Linked DNA regions of Mus musculus: region 2 is linked to region 1. The links are chromatin contacts, called in public promoter capture Hi-C maps. All regions are on one chromosome and are shown on one strand. Each heading gives the region's core, a stretch centred on a gene start, on an enhancer-like site or on the middle of the called end of the contact. The rest is flanking DNA. Distances are from core to core; before and after follow the strand shown.

What was found. Promoter capture Hi-C pulls out the DNA fragments that hold promoters and counts their contacts.
Region 2: a promoter capture Hi-C map of pre-B cells shows a contact between it and region 1, with 2.4 times the contacts expected there. The contact joins the promoter of Cysltr2 here to the promoter of Bin3 in region 1.

The regions. Positions count from the first base shown.
Region 1 is chr14:70,097,978-70,104,747 of GRCm38.p6, forward strand. It overlaps Bin3 (bridging integrator 3), which reads left to right and starts at 2,116. Exons shown (of 9, transcript NM_021328.4): 1 at 2,116-2,219. The coding sequence starts at 2,212.
Region 2 is chr14:73,045,729-73,053,321 of GRCm38.p6, forward strand. Cysltr2 (cysteinyl leukotriene receptor 2) reads right to left here and starts at 3,386. Exons shown (of 5, transcript NM_001162412.1): 1 at 3,308-3,386; 2 at 2,796-2,900.

The sequences.
Region 1 (6,770 bases), core at 866-3,365:
AAGCTTCAAGGTATACACAACCCTAAACCTAAGGCCCTACTTGCTGAAAGGAAGGAAGGCTATGTTAACCTCAGAGACCTCCAGACACTTCCCAGGCAAACCCTAGGAAGCCAGCATTCTCCCCAGTATCCTAGAAGACCCTGCTGATTATGTTAAAGTCTGAGGTGGGCAATAAACAAACAGCCCCAGTTAGGCCTCAGCTCTCCCTGAAGATTCAGATTTAGCTTCACCCTCAGACATCAACAATTGCTCAGACCTGCTCGTTTCTCTGGGCTTGCCTCTCTGTTCCAAGGTCTTTCTTCTCTGTCCCATTTCCCAAGAGCCTCTAGATCAGTGGTTCTCAAGCTATGATGGGTCATGACCCGTTTACAGGTCCTGCACATCAGACATTCACATTACAATTCATAACAGTAGCAAAATTACAGTTTTGAAATAGCAACAAAGATAATTTTATGGTTGGGGGTCACCAAAACGTGAGGAACTATATTAAAGGGTTGAAGCTCTAGGGAGGTTGAGAACTAATATAACAGTGCACTTGGAAATTGACTGAGAGGGGATTCATCAGCAGTATTATCCATCCCCACTTCTGATAGATGAGGAGTCAAGGCCCAGAGAAGGGACATGATTTTTGTGAAATTGATCATGCTGCCAAAGATGGGACTAGAGCCCTGAGTTCTTCCCTTGGTCCAGATCTCATCCATTCTTGTCCTGCAAAATGTGTCAGCTACTCCAACCAACAGCCCCCAAACAGACTTCTCTCGATATACACAGTCCTAGGCTAGAACTTTTGAAAATATTGCTCACCACAGACGATGTCTGAGGGAGGCTGAGTATGGGGCAGGGGGAAATGGGGCAGAGCCATCCACAAGTGCTGGAACACCAAGAGACTCACAATCACACAGTGTTTCCATTCATCTCACCCCATACAAAGCTGCAAGACTCTCCCAACCCATGCTCTCTGCCTCAGCTGTTTGTCAAGGATTCTGGGTCTTCTATTCTCTTCAAGACCACTCCTTTGCTCCTGCTTACTTATTTCCTGAAGAAATAGCATGGTGATGGTCTGTGACATGTCTTGAGGGAGCCACCTCCTATTGGAAAGCCTTTTTAAAACTAAAAGCCATCCCTTGTTCCTCCTCCTCTGAGCCCCTGGGCCCTGGGAATTTGGGACACGTTGTATATACCTCTGCTCTAGGTCATAGGGACTTAGCTGCTCCCCTGGCTGTGCCTACAACCCTCCAGGTACATTTGAAGAAAGCGAAGTCCTAGAGAGGTCAGGAGAGAGGATTGGAACGGTTCTCTCTGCTTGAGTTTCTGGCTTCTAAAGCAGGAACTTGGGCAGAGAAACTCGGTTCAGCGTATAACTCTAGGTAGTTTGTGGTACACTGGGGCTCTGAATTCTGAGGCCCAATGCAAGCTGTTTGCTTAGATCTTATTCTTCTAAAACCCCATGCACAGCTCCAGGGGCCCCTAACAGCCTGTCCAGCAACTTGTTAGGATTTTTCCTAACATTGCCGAGGCCTTCTACTCCTGTTGTTGTTGTTTTGTTTGCTAGGCTTTGGTGTATTGTTTTCTCTTAAGACTGGATTGATTGTGAAGCCCAGATGGGCCATGTTGTCAACATTAGCCTCGAACTCATGACCTCTCCCTGCCTCAACCTCCAGAATTCGGGGATTGCAGATACCTGTCTGTCATCACACCGGGCTTTCTGAATCTTCCCTCATTGAATAGCTTCACAGACTAGTCCACCCTGAAAAGCACTTAACTCTGTTTCCATTCGAACCCCGAACCTTCTTGAAGAGGGGGGAGGGGACCCAGGTGATGTAGGTGAGACATGCAACATTTTCAATACGAAAGTGTGTAGAGCAAAGCGCAAGCTTCCCGTCTACTGTGTCTCCTCTAGCTCCTTCCCCTGTCGCCGCTTGTGTCTCCGAGTTAGAAACCCCATATCAGACAGAAACTGCAGCCCGTGATGGGTTCTACGCACAGAGCCTTAAAAGCAGGGCCGGAGCGCAACCACGTCCCGCAAAGAAAGTCCGCCTCAAACAACAAGAGAACAAAGTGTTAACGCGTGGGCCCGCCTCCCTCCCGCCTCTTCCGGGCATAAGGGGGCGTGTCCCTCATCACTTCCTGGAGACTGGCCGAATCCGGAAGTGATCCTCGAGAACCTACTTTTCTACCGAGGACCCCGGCAGTCGGCGTGGGTTTAGGACCATGAGCTGGTGAGTGAGGCCGGGTGGCGTCGGCTGGAGCCAGGGCGGCCCGACAGCCCTGCTCCTAAGCGGTTCCGGGAGCCTCCTCGGTGCTCTCCCGGAGGCTCCATCTCTCGGCCAGACTCCCGAGGAGGATCCCTTAGCCTTGGACCCGCGTCTGATCCCTGTTGCCTGCCCTTTCTCCCATCGCATTTCCTTTCACCTCCTTGGCGTGAGGAGTCCCTCTTCCCTCTTCTCTCAGCTATCCATTGAGGTGGAGTCAGTGTCCTCCTTCGCTCCCGTGGGCATCTCTACACCGCGCTTATCTGCTCCGGAGCTGTGTTGCTCATTGAGGCAGACTAGGCACAGTTCTGTGACCAAAATCCAGCTGCTTTCAGACAACTGGAATAACATCACCTAACAGTGCCTCAAAAGACGAAATTCTTTTTAAAAATGTAAAAGTTGATTCTCACATGGGAAGGATCAGAATTGCACCACACACACACACACACACACACACACACACACACACATTTAATGTGTGATTGGACTGTTTGAATCTTTCCAGGGCTGTGACCCCACTGCCCTCTCTCTAAGATAGACATAGCTTAAACTTTATGGGGATCGTCAAACCAAGGAGCCATAGAGCTGGAATGTCACAGCTGCAGATGGGGGTGGGGGGAGCTCACGGTGGATACTTCCTGTTTGTGATTAGCCTAATGTGGAAGGTCCTCTTTCCCCAAAAGCTGGTCCTTAATTGTTGCTCTGGGGTTTTTGTTTTTGTTTTTACGTGCAGATGAAAAGTCATAAATTTTCTGTCTTCCTAGGGCTTCTTTAAAGGCTGTCAATGTCTTTACCATTAGGCCCAAGAGCCTGTGTGTCCATGGTCCCCACTCAAACTCCTAACTGTTTACAATGCATTTGTATGAATAAATTGGCCTCCAAGGAAGTATGAGATTAATCAGCCCTCTTTAGATCCCAAGGTGCATTAATGTAGGGGGCTGGACTTGCTCAGAGCCCAGTCTGTTATGCAAAATAAGTGCATGATAATCAGCTATGAATGAATGAAATTAGCTAGACACCCTCTGAGAAGGCTTTCACACTTGACCACCAGTGGAGACCAAGCTTTCGCCACAAGCAGCTAATGTCAGTCAATGTCAAGGATAGCTTTCTAATGTACAGTGTAAACCACTTCTGCCCCTTCCTCCACCTGCTTCTCAGACTGAGGTTAATTGGTGGACAAATGTCAGACAGCTGGAGAAGCAGGGAACAGAACACACACACACACACACACACACACACACCCGCGAAGCTCTAATAAGCCTCAGCAGGAGATACTCATTTCCCCTCAACCTCTTCCTCCAAGAGGCCCACAGAAAGCTGGAACCCCTAAAAGCTAACTTCCCCATCTTGTTACAGCTTAGCTAGTGACAGGTCAAGGGGCACTTCCTCAGTTCCCTTTGCTAAAGGGAAATCTCCTGAAGCAGAGTCGTTTCTTTTAAGCATCAGTCTGTGTACCTCCAGCTTCATGATGCTAGAAGTCATCTTGGTTTATGCACCTTGAATCTTTGAATCTCTCTTGCCTAATTTTTAAAAATAAAAAAGAAAGTATAGGTGCTTTCCGTTTAGACTGACATTTCTATTTTAAAAAAAAAAAATAGAATAAGTGGAACAGAGGCCACTAGAGGTGTTGGTTCTCTGAATGGGCTCCTCCTCCTCTTCCTCCTCCTCTTCTTCCTTCTCCTCCTCTTCCTCCTCCTTTTCTTGAAAACTAGCATTTTTTTTTCCAAACCATTTTCCAACAAAGCCCATCAGGTTGGAGAGACTTGGAATTGGCAGCCACTAACAGGGCTGAGGTTGTCATGAACTACTTGGCCAGTACAAGCACATCTTAGTGCCTCTTTGGACGGAGGGTCACAACCAAAAGCATGGCTTTGTCCCTGAAGGAAGAGATCCATTTCTCTTCCTGCTTCGAGGGCTTCTACGTCATCTCTTGCGTGGACCCTGACCCTCTCTCCCAGAGAGGGGACCAACGCCCGTGCCTGGGCACACAATCGCACTCAGTTCCTAGCTCAATGGCTGGCAGGGGAACGAGAGTTGGGTCCTTCTGACTCACTCGCAGCGTGGTTTTTCTGCTCCCAGAATGAATCCATCCATTCATCTGAGATTGGAATTTTCACTAGGGGAAGAGACCAGAGTGACGTAGAGCCATCATGGGAGGCTGATGCCCAAGGTCAAGTTCACCAAGTACATGGACTAGGCCAAGCCTAGTTAAATAAGGCCTGAGGCTGCTGTGGTCCGTGGTGCCCAAAGGGTATCCATTGTTCTGGACTAGGCTGTCCTTTCAAAATGTCACAGTGAGAAATGTCCAATATTGATGCCCTTTGCACACTGTGGACTTTGCAGGAAGAGTAAGAGGTCTTTGTTTGTTTCTTTCACTGTGCAGGCAGCCTGCATAACCCCTGTTTATTTAGTGAGTACCTGCACTACCACCACCCACCTACCCATTAGCCTTCCAGCAAGGCAACTCAGTGGTCTGCCCGATTTGGAAGGAAGCATTGGATATTTGCCTCTCAGAGCACTAGTCCACCTCTTGGCCCCAAATCACACGCTCCCCACTTTGTCCTCACCCCTGCTCCACCTGTTTCTGCATAACTGTGTATTCAGTGCAGTATGTTGTGAAAATGAACTACAACTAAAGGTAATTGCCGGGCATGGTGGTACACACCTTTAATTCTAGCACCAGGGATTAAGGCCAAACTGGTCTACAAAGTAACTTCTAGACCAATCAGAGATACACAGTGAGACCTTGTATCAAAACCAAAGAAGAACAGTGACTTTAATCTCGGCTGTCTCAAAGAATTATAGCTTTCCCTGGATCCATGGACCTCCATAATCTGAGGTTTAAATGACAGGACAGGGGTGGGGTGCTGAGGTGTCATTTGAGAAGGAAAGGAATTAAAGGTAATAGAGATAACGTTGGACTAGGAAACCAAGTACTCCACTCAAGTCCAGGTTCTGTTGCTCACAGGGTGGCTGGTCAGCCTTCCCAGGTCTTGTTTTCTCCCTCTGTAACATGGACCAGATAGATAATCTCAGGAGATGCCCTGCCACAGAAGTCCGCTGGGCCACGTGAGGACTGTGTGCCCCTTCCTGACATTTAGGCTTTCTCTCACTCGCAATCTTCTTAGATATTGATATTCCTCAGACAGAGTGTGCAGTGTGTTTGCAAGTGAACAATTGATACCCCACAGGTAGGGTATCTGGTAAGTTAGGTGTCTTCACCTTAAGGCCTTTTTCAGTTCTGATTTTTATGGAGCTGACGCACAAAGATGATATTCAACCAATATTTGTTGATTAAGTGCTGTTAAACATTACAAAGGTACCGAATGCTAAGGGACATTTGGAAGGCTGCAAGAGTCAACACTTGCCTTTAGCAAGTGCCTGGAAAGTACTGGAAATACATGTCAGGAAGATGTCAGGAATGATTCCAAGCAGATTTTAATTTAACTTTGACCTAGCAAGTGCCTACTGTTTCCATGGAGAACTGAGAATGAGATGCAGGTGAAAAGAAGCATGTGGGAAAAGTGATTGGAAAGAGTGCATGGTGGGGTCTGTACGGCCAGTCGGCAGGGAGGCCAGCACAGTACATACTGGCCAGGCAGAAGCTCTATGGTTAGGCCTTGGCACTCAGCTTCGGAGCCACTTTTTGTACTGTTGTCAGTGCCCTGCTGAGGAGTTGAAATTGAGCCTGGCCTTTGGAAAATTAAGGGCTTTTAAGCAAAGAGGTAATATAGCAAAAGCAGTGATTTAAATTATTGTGGCTGTAGCCTGCAAAGCTCCGAAAGGAGAACAAATATAGTCATGAAAGCCATCTTAGATGATAGCTTCCCAATAGTTTTATTACAATTTGTGTGTGTGTGTGTGTGTGTGTGTGTGCATGCACCAGAGGTCAATCTTGTTTCTCAGGTGCCCCCCATCTTGTTTTTTGAGACAGGGTCTCAGAATACATGTTTATTATATTATCTATCTATCTATATAAATAATGTAATATGTGTATATATATATAAATAATATATGTATATGTGTATATAATATATGTATGTATTGTGTCACAATTTAAATTGATCTATATGACCTGGGTTAGAACCCAGTACCCAAAAAGAATTGCAGTTTGAAAACTGACTGTGCAGGAGTATGCTCACAAATATTCAATCTACACACTAGCACTTGTCACTTCAGCAGTGTGAATATGGTGTTTATTTGTCTGATTTCGATATGTTAATAAAAATACAATTTTTAATTATATTTTACTTAATTAAAATTAATGAGTGGGTGCTGGGGATGTAAATCAGTGAATGGTGGGACACTTGCTCAGCATGTCAAAGGCTGTAGGTTTAATCCCCAGTACCAAAGAGAGACAGAAACAGCAGGTTTCAGGCAAACAGACCAGTGTCATCTCATAGCCAGCATAGGGGCAAGAAGTGTCGGAGGGGACCCACCGGGGTGCTGGGGGCTGGAGGAGCAGATTGGGCTCTGTGGATCCACAGCAGCCCAGATGAACCACATGCCAGAAGCCAG
Region 2 (7,593 bases), core at 2,136-4,635, 2.9 Mb after region 1:
CAAAGGTGACCTAGAACTCCTGATCCTCTTCCTGTCTCCTCCTCCTTTTGAATGTGGGACGACGGGCATGTACCCCATAACCCAGTTTATGCAGCACTGAGGATCAAACTCCTCTGGGCTTCCTGCATCCCAGGCAAGCACACTACCAATCAAGCCATGCCCCCACCCCAACATCCCCACTTCAATCTCCTTCAAGGACCTTAGGCTTCATACCAAAGATACAAAACCTTCTGCTAACTGGACTGTCTCTTCCTATGGACCTTTGAGTTTGGAGGTTTAGCTCACACCTAACACTCCTCATGGACTCCTTGGGTCAAAGAAACCAGCCTATACTACCACCCAGTCATCAATCCAATGGGAGTTTCCCTTTAGATGTTGTCCAATATTATTACATCTTCTCCGTGGGTCAATGAATAGAAGTTTAGTAAGCCAAGGTCAACAGCTGTGACTAGTCCACATCTATGAGTGAACTTTGTTTATACCCTTCCCATTCTTCTCAACGGAGTCCCACATAGTGAGTAGCATGCCAAGACTCTGTTCTCAGGCTCTTCATGCAGTACAGTGGACGAGAACACACAAAAGTCACATCTGCACAAGGAGAGAGGGGTCCATGTGCTCAGGGGTGCATGCACGGGACAGTGGATTTCAGCAGGCTCTCTAGCAAAGATGAGCAATCATTAAAAAATGCTCATCTTCCTTTGAGCTACTCAGCATGCTGATGCTGATGCTGATGCTGATGCTGATGCTGATGCTGATGCTGATGCTGATGCTGATGCTGCATTAGACAAAGTTCTGAGTAGCTGCATGATCCCTTCTGAGTCTTTTCTCCCATAAGCTTAGTTCAGGGGACCAGCATCTCTTTAATGCCTGACATTTAGGGCAAACAAGGAAAGCAGGAGAGGTCCTCAGTTATTAACAGTTTGTGAGGAGATTCTGACACATAGGAAGGAGTCTCCATCATCCTCTCTCCACAAAAGTGGCTTAGTGGAGGTAGTTCCTCTTAGGCCTCAGGTAGAAGAGTCAGAAGAGACCCAAGTTCAAGTCTCAGCTCTACTTATATTCTGTATATTATATTCTGTATATTATATTATATATTTCACCCTCTCAATTTCAAAACCCTTATCTGCTGAGGGGATGAGAATAAATGGAGAAGTTGGGAGTGGCCTGACCGGCTAGGTTCCTAACACACTGAGGGCTTAGTCTGTGCTAGCCACAACCATGACACCACGGGTGACAGACATGGACAAAACTCAGAACTGGGCACAGGGCTGCCTTACAGCCAACTGGAAAAGGGAGCTGGAGGCCATTTTATCTGGAGAATAAACAGAAGGTGCAGTCCATTCTACCCAGTTCTGTTAATTTACTTTTTGTTTTTGTTTTAGGTTTTATACGTACTTAAGGTGAGGAAAAAGATAACAAGCTGAGTCGTGTGTAAATGACAACTTTTACCAACCTGACAGGTCTGCACATATACTCCTTCTTCTCTTTCCTCAAATACAGATAACTATTTTTAATAAAAGAGGGTGCATGTTACATTGCTTTTCTGTATCCTGCTTTTACTAGCCACTGAGACATAGTCATCTTTTATTTTCCAAGTGATATACTATTAATGCCATCATTTAACTAATAACATGCAGATAAAAGAAAATTCATTTCATCAATTCCTTAAAATAGTTATTATTTGGGTTATAAGAATGTAGCCAGATCCTCTGGGCTTGCCAATTTGCTTCTACCTAGGGAAATACCCTGTGACCCCAGGGCTTTGTTTTTGCCATCTACAAAATGAGAAATATATTATATATACATGTCTCTATATACAAATATACTACAAAAATTCTTATTTGTATCAAAGATGCTAAAGAGGTACTATTCTCCATGGAATGAAAACAAGAAGAAATTCATCTGGCATGCTGTTGATCAAATTAAGTTCAAGTATGTTCCTGTAGGAAGCTCAGGAAAGACTGATTCAGCCTGGGTTAATTAGTTACCCTTTATCTGTCTATCCTTTCTTAGGGGAGAAAGCAGAACACAGCTCTTATATAAATTCAGTCCATATTTTCCTTAGAGGGATAAGGATCCAGTGAAAACAATTTCTCTTGAAAAGCAGGGTGAGACATTAGATCCAGTCTTAGCCATCTTCTATACCTGTGGTATGTTTGTAACTTGGCACACATCTCTTGAATGACCTTACAAGGTTGTGAAACCAAAGAAATATGACAGCCTTGACAGGTACTAGCACACAGTGAGCTTAATGGTAACATATTTAGAACCTTCTAGAGTCTCTGCTTCTCTAGTTCCTACCTTCCCAAGCCATGGAAACAAATCTACTTACTTCAAGCATTAGTGAACTGAAGCTTCCGAGTATGGTCGCATCTCAAGGGTTGAAGTGGTTAAGGTAGATGACAAAGACTTCTAAAATTCTTATATGCCCCATAAATTAGCTCTATAAGCTATTTACAGAGTTAAAAAAAAAGACTTGCCTTTGATTGCATCTTCTTATTTCTTCATTCATATTACTCTCAGGTACATGTAAAAGACTAGAAAGTATTCAAACAGCTTATTTAACTTTTTTAACTGACTATTCATTAACATCACCTGGGAATTAATAGTAGACAAAAACACATTAAAGACTGGCCAATACCAGAAAATCCGTTTTTGAGGGGTTGTTTTCTAATCTCCTAAGATGAAGTGTTTCTGACTGAGGTGCAGCCCAAGCTAAAAATCGCCAATGGATGTTCCCAAATGAATGGGTTCCAAGCACACAGCCCTCCACACATGTGAATTCCCCAGTGTACCTCTGAACCAAATCACTGAAGTATGCCTTCTCAGATGGACTCTTCTCTCTTCCAAAAGCAAAGCTTCGGAGTAGAAAAAGGTCTTACAGAATAAAATGACCGAATCTATGCAAAATAGGAAAGAATCTAAATGGTAAAATCTATATGCTAAAAGAAGTGCCTCATATAGCAATTTACAATTACAATTTTATAGAATTCGTGGTAGTGTGGATAAAGTGCACGCTTTAAAGGAAAAAAATAATATCTGCTCTTATTTTATATATACAACTATGAGAGAAAGCTAAAAATTATATGCACCTCAAAAAGGAAGGAAATACCCCAACTGACAATCAAGCCTTGTGGTGGTATTTTCTACAGTCTACAATATTTTTGTACTTTTTCCAGTTTACCACATAAGATGGTAGAACAAACACTGATAGTTGAACAAATTAAGCTTACTTTCCACATGCCATTCCTGTACTCATCCTCAAAGCACAGTTCTCAGTAACAAATGAACACAAAGGGAAACCTACCTGTGCCTCTGCCTTCGGTCGCCCTGGCGTCTGCTCTGACTCCAGGCTTCTCGCCCCATAGAATGCAGCTTGTTTATTTAAAACAAAAGTGAAACAAACACTGTTTTATGAACAGTGTCAGCCAATAGCAAGGCGAGAAGTCACTTGGGTCAGCAGGACCTCAGCTTTGTGGCACTGTCATGGGTGTGGGTGCTTGAGTTCTTTCTTCAGAAGTCAGAGAATTTCCAGTTTGTGACTGTCAACCTCTTTCAAGTCACCCTAGAATTGCCCTGCCGCTAATGATTGGTTTTTGCTGGGGTTTTTCTTTTCTTTCTTTTCTTTCTTTCCTTCCCCCCCCCCCCCTTTCCATCGGGATCTTTTGCAGGATGTGATGGGCAGGGAGCTGGGGGGAGGGGGAGGTTAAGTGGCTGTTATTTCTCCAAAAGGGCTTCTGTTCCCATGCCCAACCCATCAGTGCAGCGCTCTGTAGCCTGCTTTAGAGCACTCTCACCACTCTCTGATGCTCTCACATTCTCACTTACTCCACTGAAAAGTCTCTGCAAAGGTCACCGATGGTCTCAAGGTTCATGTAATGTGTTCTTTCTCCGTTTTCCTCTTCCTTTCTCTCTTGTTTGAATAGCTAATTGTGGAGACTTGTTCTCAATCTGCCTCGCTCTTTTTTCCAACTTTCAGAATGGTTCGTTCTCCTTTGCCTCCTGAGACTGAGTGACAAATCTCTCCCACGGGTTCAGGTGCTTGAACGCTGGGTCTCCAGTCAGTGGTGTTATTCAGGGAGGTGGTGCAGCCTCACAGGAGGGGATGTGGCACCACCGGAAGTGGCCTGTGAGCATTTATCCCCTCAGTCCAGTTCTCATACTGCTCTCTCTGGTTCACATTTGCAGATACAGATGTGATCTCTCAGCTTCCTTCCCTGGGCACTCACCACCATGCCTCCCAGGTCATATGGACTGTCTGAAATTTAAATCCCAATAAATTCTTTCCTTGTGTTGCCATTGTTCCTGATATTTTACTATAGCAACAGACTAATACCTATTACACCCCCTTTTCAGATTGCTCATTTCCTATTAATTTTTCCAGGTGCAAGTTTTTCCTAAAGATTTCTGCCGTCTTTGTTTCTTCTTCTCTTGCCTATGTATAACTTATCCTCAGCGAAATCCATTTTAAAATCTATACTGCATCAAAATGACCCCAAATACTCAATATGATTTTGAAACAGAACAATTAACCTAAAATTCTCAAACTTCATAATTGCAAAACAACACACTACTTAGCAATTATAACAGTCTAGTTGTTTGGGTTTCTTTTTTTCCAATCAATGGCCTTTCTCTACAAAAAGGATAAACAGGCTGAGAAAGAAATTAGGGAAACAACACCCTTCACAATAGTCACAAATAACATAAAATACCTTGGTGTGACTCTAACTAAGGAAGTGAAAGATCTGTATGATAAGAACTTCAAGTCTCTGAAGAAGGAAATTAAAGATCTCAGAAGATGGAAAGATCTCCAATGCTCATGGATTGGCAAGATCAATATAGTAAAGATGGCTATCTTGCCAAAAGCAATCTACAGATTCAATGCAATCCCTATCAAAATTCCAACTCAATTCTTCAACGAATTAGAAAGGGCAATCAGCAGATTCATCTGGAATAACAAAAAACCTAGGATAGCAAAAACTCTTCTCAATGATAAAAGAACCACTGGTGGAATCACCATGCCTGACCTAAAGCTTTACTACAGAGCAATTGTGATAAAAACTGCATGGTACTGGTATAGCGATAGACAAGTAGACCAATGGAATAGAATTGAAGACCCAGAGATGAACCCACACACCTATGGTCACTTGATCTTTGACAAGGGAGCTAAAATCATCCAGTGGAAAAAAGACAGCATTTTCAACAAATGTTGCTGGCACAACTGGCAGTTATCATGTAGAAGAATACAAATAGATCTATTCTTATCGCCTTGTCAAGTCCAAGTGGATTAAGGAACCCCACATAAAACCAGAGACACTGAAACTTATAGAGGAGAAAGTGGGGAAAAGCCTCGAAGATATGGGCACAGGGGAAAAATTCCTAAACAGAACAGCAATGATTTGTGCTGTAAGATCAATAATTGACAAATGGGACCTCATAAAATTGCAAAGATTCTGTAAGGCAAAAGGCACTGTCAATAAGACAAAAGGGCCACCAACAGATTGGGAAAGGATCTTTACCAATCCTAAATCACATAGAGGACTAATATTCAATATATATAAAGAACTCAAGAAGATGGACTCCAGAAAATCAAATAACCCTATTAAAAAATAGGATACAGAGCCAAACAAAGAATTCTCAAATGGCTGTGAAGCACCTGAAAAAATGTTGAACATCCTTAATTATCAGGGAAATGCAAATCAAAACAACCCTAAAATTCCACCTCACACCAGTCAGAATGGCTAAGGTCAAAAATTCAGGTGACAGCAGATGCTGGCGAGGATGTGGAGAAAGAGGAACACTCCTCCATTGCTTGTGGGATTGCAAGCTTGTACAACCACTCTGGAAATCAGTCTGGCAGTTCCTCAGAAAATTGGACATAGTACTACTGAAAGATCCAGCAATTCCTCTCCTGGGCATATATCCAGAAGATGTTCCAACTTGTAATAAAGACACATGCTCCACTATGTTCATAGCAGTTTTATTTATAATAGCCAGAAGCTGGAAAGAACCCAGATGTCCCTAAACAGAAGAATGGATACAGAAAATGTGGTACATTTACACAATGGAGTACTACTCAGCAATTAAAAACAATGAATTTATGAAATTCTTAGGCAAATGGATGCATCTGGAGAATATCATCCTGAGTGAGGTAACCCAATCACAAAAGAACTCACTTGATATGCACTCATTGATAAGTGGATATTAGCCCAGAAACTTAGAATACCCAAGATACAATTTACAAAACACAAGAAAATCAAGAAGAAGGGAGACCAACGGGTGGGTACTTCATTTCTCCTTAGAATAGGGAACAAAATACCCATGAAAGGAGTTACAGAGACAAAGTTTGGAGCTGAGACAAAAGGAAGGACCATCCAGAGACTGCCCCACCTGGGGATCCATCCCATAATCAGCCACCAAACACAGACACTATTGCCAGCAAGATTTTGCTGAAAGGACCCTGATATAGCTGTCTCTTGTGAGTGCCCGGCAAATACAGAAGTGGATGCTCACAGTAATCTATTGGATGGAACACGGGTCCCTCAATGAAGGAGCTAGAGAAAGTACCCAAGGAGCTGAAGGGGTCTGCAACACTATAGGTGGAACAACAATATGAACTAACCAGTACCCCCCCCCCCCAGAGTTCATGTCTCTAGCTGCATATGTATCAGAGGATGGCCTAGTCGGCCATCATTGGGAAGAGAGGCCCCTTGGTCTTGCAAACTTCATATGCCTCAGTACAGGGGAATGCCAGGGCCAAGAAGTGGGAGTGGGTCAGTAGGGAAGCAGGGCGGGGGGGGGGGGGGGGCAGGAGGGTATAGGAGACTTTTGGGATAGCATTTGAAATGGAAATGAAGAAAATATCTAATAAAATTGAAAAAAAAGAACATGATTCTTTATAGATCTTGAACAGACATTTATCAGCTTCATATGGAAGTACAAAAAAAAACAAAAAACAAAACAAAACAAAACAAAACAAAAAAAAAAAAAACAGGATAGCTAAAAACAACCCTGAATAATGAAAGAACCACTGGAGCTATCGCCATCCCTGACCTCAAACTATAGTACTAAACGATAGTAATAAAAAAATCATAGAACCAACATAAAATAGACACATTGATCAATGGAATTGAATTGAATACTCAGACATAAATCCATACACTTATGGACACCTTATTTTTAATAAAGAAACAAGAAATAGACACTGGACAAAAGAAAGCATCTTCAACAAATGGTTCTGGCTAAACTGAGTGACTGCAGGTAGAAGATCCAAATAGATCCATATTTATTACCCTGCACAAAAGTCAACTCTAAATGGATCAAGGACCTTAACATAAAACCTGATACAAGAGGCCCTGATAGAAGAGAAAGGGGGAATAGCCTTGAACCCATTGGCACAAAAAAAAAAAAAAAAAAAAAAAAGGCTTTCTGAACAGAATGCTGTTAGCATAGGCACTAAGACCAACAATTAATAAATGGAATCTCATGAAATTGAAAAGCCATATAGCAAAAGCTACCATCATTCAGACAAAGCAGGAGGGGACAGGATGGGAAAATACTTTTTTTACCAACTATATATCCCACAAAGGGCTA